Regions from separate parts of the Mustela erminea genome. Here region 1 is linked to region 2. Evidence: chromatin contacts called from public Hi-C data. All regions are on one chromosome and are shown on one strand. The core of a region is the stretch at or near the end of the contact, and the rest is flanking DNA. Distances in the headings are between cores, read along the strand shown.

Region 1 (4,841 bases), core at 1,406-3,905, 110 kb before region 2:
CTCAGAGTGCTCCAAATCTCTTATTTACAAACAACACTGGGCAGGATACCCAAACAAACAAACATGAAATAACTTACAAAGGCATGAAGCTGTTTATTGACAGTAATCAGCTTTCATCAAATTAAAAAATATATATATGTACATACACAGTTAAGGAAGGCAGGCCAGAAAGAGTTCATCTGCAGGCTCAGCCTCGCTCTCACAAACCTCCCTCCCGCCTCCCCTCCCCCAACCCCCTCCCCTTTGTGTTCTTAAGGAGTACTACAGAAGCAATCTACAGTCTCTATTGCAGTTTGGAACCCCTCCCCCTCCCCCCCTTTAATACTGAATGAGATCGAATGTTAGGTCCATGCAGTTCTTGGTCAATGTTAAAGAAAAGTCTAACGTTCTGTTCGTGCGGGGACAGCCCGTCCGCAAAGCGGGGCAGCCCGCAGGCAGCCGCTCCCTGGCCCCATGCCAAGGGAGGGCGCGCCAAGTCCTTCCCACTCGTGCACACTGGGGGCGCCGTCAGGACGCCGCCCAGTCCAACTTGGATACCCTTGGCTTTAGTCCTTGGACACTTCTTTTCTCTGTCTCTCTCGCTCTCTCAACTTGTCAAGTTCTCAAGTCTGTCTCTCTGTGTAATTTTTTTTTCTCTGTTGTCCCTCAGCCCCCGACAGTCTCTCTTCAAAACGTTTGCAACTGCTGCGTTAGCATGAGTTGGCACCCACTGTTAACGTGGTTCATGACTTTCTGTTTAAGCTGTGCCACCTGTTCCCTGAGCATGTTGGCCGTGGACGCCAGCTCCGAGTTCTGCGCTTTCAAGGTTTTCACTTTTTCCTCCAGCCGGGCGATCCTCTCCAGCTTCCTTTTCCGGCACTTGGAGGCAGCTATGCGGTTCCTCATGCGCTTCCTCTCTGCCTTGATCCTCTCCTGCGACTCCATGTCGATGGGGGACAGGGGCGGCGTTTCCCCGGGCATCTCGGGCACCGTCTGCGGCTCCTCCTTCAAGGCCTGCAGCCGCGGGTGCTGCACGGGGAGCTGCTGGGGCAGGTGGTGCGGCGGCTGCGGGGGCTGCTGCTGCTGCTGGGGCTGCGCGGGAAAGGCCAGGCCGGCAGCGCCGTAGGAGGGCGCCCCACCGCCGCCGCTCAGCGCGCCCGGGTTGAAGTTGCTGAGGTTGGCGTAGACCGGCGGCTCGCTGTGCAGGCTGGCACTGAAGCCGCCGCTGCCGCTGCCACCCGCCGCCGAAGCCACCGCCGGAGCCACCATGCCCGCCCCGCTGACCGGCTGCGCCGCCGACGTGACGCTGGGCAGCGTGTTCTGGCTGTGCAGTTCGGCCAGGGCGCGCACGAAACCCTCGGCGAAGCCCTCCTGCTCGTCTGTCACGTTCTTGGGGCACAAGAACTGCGTGGGGGTCGGCGTGGTGGTGATGTGCCCGTTGCTGGACTGGATTATCAGGCGCTCCAGCTCGGGCGAGGCCAGCTTGAGCAGCCCCACGTCGGGCGAGGTGAGGAGGTCCGAGTTCTTGGCCCGGAGGTGCGGCTTCAGGCTACCCACCGGGTCGGCCAGGTTCAGGGTCATACTCTGTTTCAGGATCTTGGGGTTACTGTAGCCGTAGGCGCCGCTCTCAGACTGGAGGAACGAGGCATTCAGGGCATCGTCGTAGAAAGTCGTTTCCATCTTTGCAGTCATAGAACAGTCCGTCACTTCACGTGGGGTTAGTTTGGGCTGCGCGCAGAAGTTTCGGGGCCGCAACAGCGCGCTGGCGAGCGGGGGACACCCGCGCCTCCCGGGGCCCTGGGCAAGGAAAGTTTCTCGAGAGGCGCGCGCACCCGCCGGCTGTCCTCCCCCCTGCGCCCTGCTCACCAGCTCGCTCCCCAGGCGCTCAGGGTTCAGGTGCCGCCCGCACTCTTCTTGTCAGCTCGCGCGCGCAGCCCGGCTTTGAAAAGTCGCGGTCACTCACGGAGCGCTCTCGGGCGCAGCGGTTCCTGGCAGCCGGCGGACGAATGCGCTTCCCGGCGACAGCGGCCTTCCCGGCGGCAGCAGTCAGCGCCGATCCCGCTGTGGCCGGCCGGCGGCGGGTCTCCGCCGCCCCGACGCCGACGACTGTCCCCTCCTCCGCTGCGAGGGGGAGGCGGCGCCTGGCAGCCGCGGCTCGCGCTCGCCCAAGTTCAGCAACCGGTGCGAGAGAAGCTGAGCGCACGTCCCTCCTCGGTCTCCTCTCTCCGCCGCCTTCTCGTCTTCACCGCCGCCGCCACAGCTTCACGCGCAGCAAAGCTTTGCAAAAGTTCGCTCCGGGACCCGGGCCACTTGTCCCCTGTCCTCCTGGCCAGGAAAGTTCTTGGCCGCTGCAGCCGCTCTCCGGACTTCCCCGGACGGACTGCCGCCTCGCTCCGCGCTGTCAGCAGCTCCCGGGCAGCGGGGCTCTCCTCCTGGGGGCGGCTGGAGAAGGGGCTCTCCGGACGCTCCCCAAAACACCAGCCCCGGAGCCACAGGCGCTAGCTCTGGGCAGTTGGTGAGAAAACAGAAAAGAAAATAGGATTTGCAGCTCGGACACCACTGCCGTCTTGCCTGCCCGTGTCTGCCTGCCTCCCTGAGTCCGCGCACCTCCACTCCCGCCTCGGTGGTTCTGCCACACTCCGTGCAACTCTGAGCCCTTATCCAGCCCGAGCTCAACACTTATCTGCTACCAGTCAACCCCTAAAAATAGCCCATGATGTCACCCCAAGGCCTTCCCATTGGCTCGCGTCGCTCTCAAGGGGGCGGGCCCGCCCGTCGCCATGGAGACCCCACCCTAGAAGATTCTTCTCTAGACCCGCGGAGGCTCACGGGATGAGGTAATGCCCCGCTGCCCTCCTACAGTTGGGCCCTTCTTTCTCCTCCTCTCCCCCTCCCCCTCCCGCGCGATTCGCGCGGGGCTCTTTCCCCTCCCCTCCCCGGCGCGTCTTTCCCGGCCCGCCCGGTGCATTGTGGGCTGACGTCTTGGGGTTTGACTGTCTAGTGACGGTGGCTACAGCGAGTCGGTTGGACGCGGGCTCTCGCAGCCTCTGACCGAGGCGGGCTCACGTTCAGGGCTTGGGCGGGAATGCAGGGGCTCAGGCACCCGGAAGGCTCGGAAACCGGGCCAGGTGTCTGGGGCTGAGAGCGCTGGGTGTGGGGTATTTCCCCACTTGGGGTGCTCGCTATTATCCACCGGCACTTCGCCGCCTTGCGGGGCAGGAGGCTGTTCGCTCGGGTGTGTGCCCCCCCGCACTTCCGGGGGGCGGGAGCACCGCCCTTAAGGTGGCTCTGTTAAGTCCCCTGTGGGGGCGAGTGAAAGTGGGCTTAAGTTTAGGGGCGGTCTCGGGAGAGCGGGCCCCCCACGTTGAGGACGCTGCAAAGTTTGTCTCCTGGTCAAGTTCACGAGCGATCGTCGGCGCTGCTGTTTGGCTGAGCCCAGAAGCCAAGTGATTTGCATTGCTCGAAACTCGGTGCTCAGCGAAGTCTGCGTTGCACCCCCATTGCACCCTCCAGACCATGGGAGAAAGGGTGCGCGCGCTCAGTTTTGCCTTGATGGGGAAGTTTTTCTATAAGGGGTAGAATGAGGGGGCAACTCAGCTTCCAGTTGTGAATGCGCGTTTAGGGAATCCGAAACTTGGGGAACCCCGGTGATCGTCTGCTACCCGCCCCCGCACAACATGCAACCATAGTTCACAAACACACGCGCGGGCGCGCGCGCGCGCGGGCGCGCACACACACCACAAACACACACACACACCACCTCCCGTCCTGATTTGTTTACAGGAAAACAAGTCCGAGAGCGTCAGATAACTCAAAAAAAAGTCACGCAGCGAGTCAGGGGTAGTGACCAGGATTTAAGATCTCTCCGCTCCGGGCCAGGTGGTGGGCCCATATCCTGGGTAGCCTCTAGGAAGCGCTAGACACATATAAGTGGTTCCTTTTCTGCGGTTATTTTTTTCCTCCTCCTACCCCGCAGCCCTTAGGGACAAAAGTGTATGGCGGAAGGAATATCCAAATCGGGGATCGTGGGTTCTCGCGTGCCCAGCGCTGCCACGGTGTGAAGTGACCGAATTGCCGAACTTCTCTTGAATTCGTTCAGGTCTGCAAGTGTGGCCGGTGAGACCCAACTCACTGGGCTGAGCTAGTGGAACATCGTCGCCTCCAGGGCCAGGAGGTGGTCGCCGAACAAACCCCTTTTCTACCCTCCTTCGGAGTTTCCCAGAACCTCGATGAAATGCGGAATATAAGTGTGACTTGGCAGAACCAGGTGTCCTTACCCCTGTGAGGAGCGGTGAGGAGAGGAAGGTGAGGGAGCAAAGGGTCAGAAGTCAGCACTTTCCCGGACCTCCTGTGGAGGACTGGGGTTTGAAGTCAGACTTGCTGCAATTTGTGTTCTCAGATTCTAATTTTGGCTTTTCAGCTTCTGAACTTAGGGGGAATTCAGCCTTGGGTTTATAGCCCAGAGCTTTACGGTATTTGTGGCTTTGAGAGTTCAGATTCAAGGGCCCAACAGCAGCTGGTGTCAGAAATCTTGACAGCTTTTCTTCACCCCACGCACTCACCTCTTCCCTCCTGCAGCAGAGGGAAACTGAGCCGCTCCTGTGAGCCAGGCACTGAGCTGCGGTCGGGGGATAGAGTGATGACAAGACCCAGTTATTTCCCTTGAGGAAGGAACATTCTCTATTCTGTTGCCCTGAATCATTTTCTTTTGTAATCACGGAGCTGACGTTCTTAATAATTTTTTATGTTAACGGTAATAAAAATAAATTTCATGTATTAAACACCTACCACCAGCCAGGCATTTACCTGAACTATTTAAATATGCTGTTTCTCCTCACAGCCATCTCTAGGTACGGGTATTT
Region 2 (5,027 bases), core at 1,645-4,144:
CTTGCTCCCCAAACAGAATGCCAGCCATTGGTTTTACAGTTTGTCAAACACTAGCTTGGGTTTGGATGATCCCATTATTCCTGTCTTTACATAAGAGACCGTTCCCATGACATTTGAAACCCACATATGAAATTGTGGGCTAGCTCTTGCCTTTTAATTTCCTTGGCATGCTTGTTGATTTTAAATTGCTCCTTTCCCCCCAAGTTTCCTTATTAATTAAATAAATGGGACAGCCGCATTCCCTGCATCTCATTCAGTGCTTGAATGTGAGCTTAGTTCTGGAGTCGGCTTTCCAACCTCGGCTTAAGGGACATTAGTCACTCAGAGCAAAATGTGGCATTTGAACAGCTGTCTCAGGCTTTCAGAGTCCAGGGCCTACAGGGTTGGAGAAAGTGCGGGGGATGGAACCAGTATGTATGTACTGAAAACCTACTCCATGCCAGGCACCAGTGACTTTGTAAAGAGTGTCTCCTTTAATTCTCTGAATGGCCCGTAATGACGATGCGTTCTTTTTGGTTTGAGATCTGTCTTCTCCGGGTACAGCACAGTTAAAAACGTGTCAGACATCATGCAGCTTATGAGTCGTGGAGCTGGGACTTAAACAATCTGATTCTAGAGCTCATACTCAAATGTTGCCCTGTATGCACCTCGTTTAATCCCCCCAAACCCAAGACACAGGCACTGTTATTATCAGATCTGCTTTCCAGATGAGCAGCCAGAAGCTCAAGAAAGCACTTTTCCCAACAGAACCCAAGTGCAGATTAGAATTCTCTGATCCTGGGCATGTCCGTCCAGCCCTTGTCCATCCTTCGTTAGTTCAACAGATAGTGGCAAGTGTTTATTCTATCCCAGGGACCATCTTGTCCCTAGAGATGAAAAGATGTGGCCTCAGTCAGTTAAGTGTCTGCCTTCTGGTCAGGTCATGATCCCAGGGTCCTGGGATTGGCTCCCTGCTCAGTGGGGAGCCTGCTTCTCCCTCTCCTCTGCCCCTCCCTGCTTGTGTTCTCTCTCTCTCTCTCTCTCTCTCATTCTCGCTCTCTCTCAAATAAATAAATACAATCCTTAAGATACAAAATGGAGCCCCTGTTTTTCAAAACCCAGAATGCAGAGAGGAAGGGAAAAGACCTCAATGACAATGAGAAACACAGTTGCAGTGTGAGAGGGGCCCTGAGAGGTTGCTATAAAGAACTATAGGAACCCAAATGAAAAAGCATCACACTGCCTGCTGAAGGAAGAAAGGAAGGCTCTAGAGAGGAGGGCCGTGGCACCAACAACTATGTGCTCCCCAGACAGAAAAAGGGAGGGGGGTACTTGAGGCAGAGAGACAGACCATCAAAGGCAAAAGGGAGCATAGGATAATAGCCGCTCATTAATCGATGCCCACCTACCACGGCTTTCAGTACCTTCTCTGTAATCCCCAGGACAGCTCTGTGAGCAGGTGTTATTCACAGGCACACAGAGGTCTCCTCTCTGTGCCTGTGCTCTCACAGTACCTTGCCCACAATCGCACAGCACTAAGGAATCAAGCTGGGATTCAACCCTAGGCAGCCTGGCTTCAGAGCCCACGCTCTGCTCAGAGTTTGGGGCCACTGGCCAGTTCCTCATGTGTGTGCCAGGCCATGAGACTGGCCACATAAGCAGGAATTAAGTCCAAAGGGTCTTCCTTTCCTCAGAAGACCTTAGCCGTTCTGGAGTCAAGGACCCTGGACCTTTTGGGATTCATAAAAATAATCATGCCATCTCTTGTGCAGGCGCATATGTGTGCGCACAGCCGAGGACCGCCATCCACCTTTCTCTATAATGACATGTCAACATTATTTGCTATTGATGGAACCACATCTTTTTACTGTCGGAATATTGGTGTCTTCTACCCAGCGGGATTCTCCTGGCTTCAATGTCAGTATTTGAATCCATTTTCTGCATTCCCTTGCCAGATTGGGAAGCGCTGGGGCTGGGGGGCTGGGGGGGGCATTGGAGGGTGCAGGGGGATGGACAGAGGTCTTGTCCACCTTCTCCTTCGCCATCCCCCCAGGACACAGCACTGGGCCTGGGACATGGTAGTTACACACTAAATATTTGTTGAGTGAATGACTATTTGTGGAATGAACTCTGGGCCTTTGGTCCATAACTTATGTAGTGAGCAAATGAATTAATTATGACTTAACAAATCTGATTTACCCTCTTTAATTGATAGGATGGGAGGGAATAACATTAGGGTTTTTTTGTTTTGTTTTGTTTTTTAACATTAGGGTCTTTTGAAGGTGAGGAATGTAGACATGATTGGTCCAGATGAGTGGTTTATAAAATGAAACTGTACTTTTGGAAAATCTTGCCTTTGGGGGTTTTGATTCAGTGGGTCGGAGGTGGTGCTTGAGTTTCCCAGGTGATTCTGAAATGACCAGGTCAGTATGTGGGTATGCACACGTGAATCCCTTCCTGTGCTGTTTTTGTCTTTTTCCTCATCTCCCTCCACTTGCGCTGGACTTCCTTGCGCGATGGGAGCTTACTACCTCACAAAGCAGGCTGCCCGACCCACTGGCACAACAACGGCAGTAATAGTAACAGGGACAGCAACCGGGGGACATAAACCAAGCGTTTCTTGTGTGTTAGGTTACTGCACATGCGTTACTGAATCCAAAGGCCAGGCATTATTTACCCCCATTTCACAGCTAAAGAAACTGAAACTGAAGTTCTGTGGTTGACTCAGTGTCTCAGAGGTGGTGAGGGGCAGGCCCGGAATTCCAGCCACCCTGGCTTGTCTGCCCGTGTGCTTCTCTGGGGCCTTGGAGCGGGTCCCGACGGGTGGTGGAGGCGTGGGCGGGGGTTTTAGGGCCTCCTCAGGCCGAAGGCAGCCAGGCCTGCCACATCCGCAGGCGGCCCAGGCTCCAGACTCTGCTCCGCCCAGCCCTCTGATCCTTCCCCATAGAAGGTAAACCCAGGCAGGATCCCATGAGGGCTGGCTGGGCCTGGTGTCCCGCTGGTTTCAGTTTCTGAAGAGCCCAGCCTTGAGCAAACACAGGCGGGGAGGTTTCTGGAAGCCTTCCCAACAGATAGCAGATTAACTCCCTGCTGCCTGGGAGCCACCCACGGCGGGGGGGAAGGGCTGGCTTACCAGCCCGCAGCCTCCTTGGCAGTCCTGGCGTCTCCACTGGCGGGCAGGACACCCCTGGCTTCCCAGAACCACCTGAAGCCTGAGAAGGCACACAGTGACCTGCCAAGATGCCAGGACTTCTGGGCGGTTCAAGGTTCCAGCTCAAGCTAGGCTCTCTTCAGGACCTCTGGGTTTGGGGAGAAGGGGTTGAGGCACCCCCCCAACCCCACCCTCCAAATATGATGCATCTCCCTGCCTCAGCGGGCCCCTTCTCTCTCTCACTAGGGCATTCTTGTTCCAACACGTTAGCAAACCTCTTTGAATGTTTGTTTTCTTTCTGAGAAAGAGGCTGAGGGACATTGCCAAGACCAACATGAACTCAAAACACAGGGCATTCTCTGTTTGCCGGGTATTTTTCTGGACAGACAGACCTGGGTCTGAAAACCAGTCCTGCTACTTCCTAGCCGGTGACCTTTGTGTAAATTTCTTAACCTCGCTGAAAAAATGGGGATAATGATACTTATCTTTAAGATAGGTTCGGAGGAGTAGATTAGATAAATATAGATTATACATATTAAGTACTTAATGCCCTCCATCAATGGCAATTAACATTATCATTAATTATATTATTATTATGAATGACTAATAACCCACTCAGGATTATTACTAATGCCACTGTGAGCATAAGTGCAAAAAAATAAGCTCAATTAAAAATTTTACGGAGGCAAATAGTTTTATAATAGGTAAATAAAGAAAGAGGAACAACACTGGGTTGAGAAGTATATACACATGATCTCATTTAATATTCAAACAGCTTCACAAGGCAGGCATTATTATCCCCATTCTACAGAAGAGGAAGTTGAGGTTTCTGTAGGTTAAGTAACTTGTCCTTCTCACACACTGAGTTAATGTCTGGTGTCCTGGCCTCCTGCCTCCCTGGTGCCCCTGAAAACCTGCCGCTTCCCATCTGCCTATCTCAGCAAAGATGCTTCTATCTGTAGGGAATACTTCTATCTGTAGGGAATACCCCTACGCTCAGCAGCTTAGAGGAAAACAAGCCAGTTTTGGAAACTGGCTAAAGGCTGCCTCCTCCAGGAAGCTTTCCTAGTTTTCTCACTCCTCACCTTGCAGAGTTAACCGCCCCCCTCTCTCACTCTCCTGGGGCCTGAAGCATGTGACTACACACTCTTAGGGGTTTTGTCTCTCCTCTAGAAAGTAGGTTCCTCTGAAGGAGACACCATACACTTTTTTTTTTCACTTTAGGAAGGTTGGTATGTGTGTGTGGTTAAGGACCCAGGCTTTCAAGCCCAAGCTCACATCTAGGCTTTACTGCTGGCTGGAAGTGAGGCTTGAGTAAGTAACTTAACTTCTCTCTCACTTCCTTTATCCATAAAATGGAGATTAACAATAAGATCAGCCTTCTGAGGTTGCTGTAAGGATTGAATGAGTTAGTATATGTAAGGAAGATAGGATCATTGAAGGTCCTGAATGTTGCTTCTTAACAGAAAACAGAGACATTAAAAGAACACTACTGAACATGGGAGGAAGCACCAGGAGACCTAAGGTTTCATCAGGAATCTCTCTATAGCTTACTGGACTTAGTGGATTTGGGCCTGTGATTCCTCTCTCTGAATTTACTTTTTCTTGTGCAAAATGGGAAGTTTGGCTCCTGCAGCTAGATGGTCTTTATTGGGTAATATTCATTGGTATTGATGACCAATTCTTTGCCTATAGGACTTTTCCCATGTCATGTTCCCGGGGGAAGGTCTTATGCAGAAATAGATGACTGGTTCACCATTGGCAGCACAAAGCTCACCCACTGGCGGATGCCCGCGCTAACCATGATGATTGCCAGCTTTTCCTGATCACATACTAGTACCTGGCATTGGGCCACATGACTTCATGATCTCGTTTTTTTGTTTTGGTTTGGTTTTTT

What was found. A called contact is a pair of places that touch in the nucleus more often than the background predicts.
Region 1: a contact with region 2 is called in a Hi-C map of fibroblasts, with 2.4 times the contacts expected there. The contact joins the promoter of JUN here to the enhancer-like site in region 2. A contact is called at or near these places in 2 of 3 Hi-C or Micro-C datasets (fibroblasts and skeletal muscle).

What each region holds. Positions count from the first base shown.
Region 1 is chr10:62,391,504-62,396,344 of mMusErm1.Pri, reverse strand. It overlaps JUN (transcription factor AP-1), which reads right to left and starts at 2,655. Exons shown (of 1, transcript XM_032301952.1): 1 at 1-2,655. The coding sequence starts at 1,671. The coding sequence ends at 667.
Region 2 is chr10:62,276,593-62,281,619 of mMusErm1.Pri, reverse strand. The region is part of intron 1 of LOC116567092; the gene reads left to right. Among named protein-coding and RNA genes, the nearest start is that of JUN, 110 kb to the left of the region's middle. Within about 2 kb of position 2,894, the one cell type or tissue checked has open chromatin away from gene starts, as enhancers often do. A contact at or near this core is called in fibroblasts, where this site is marked.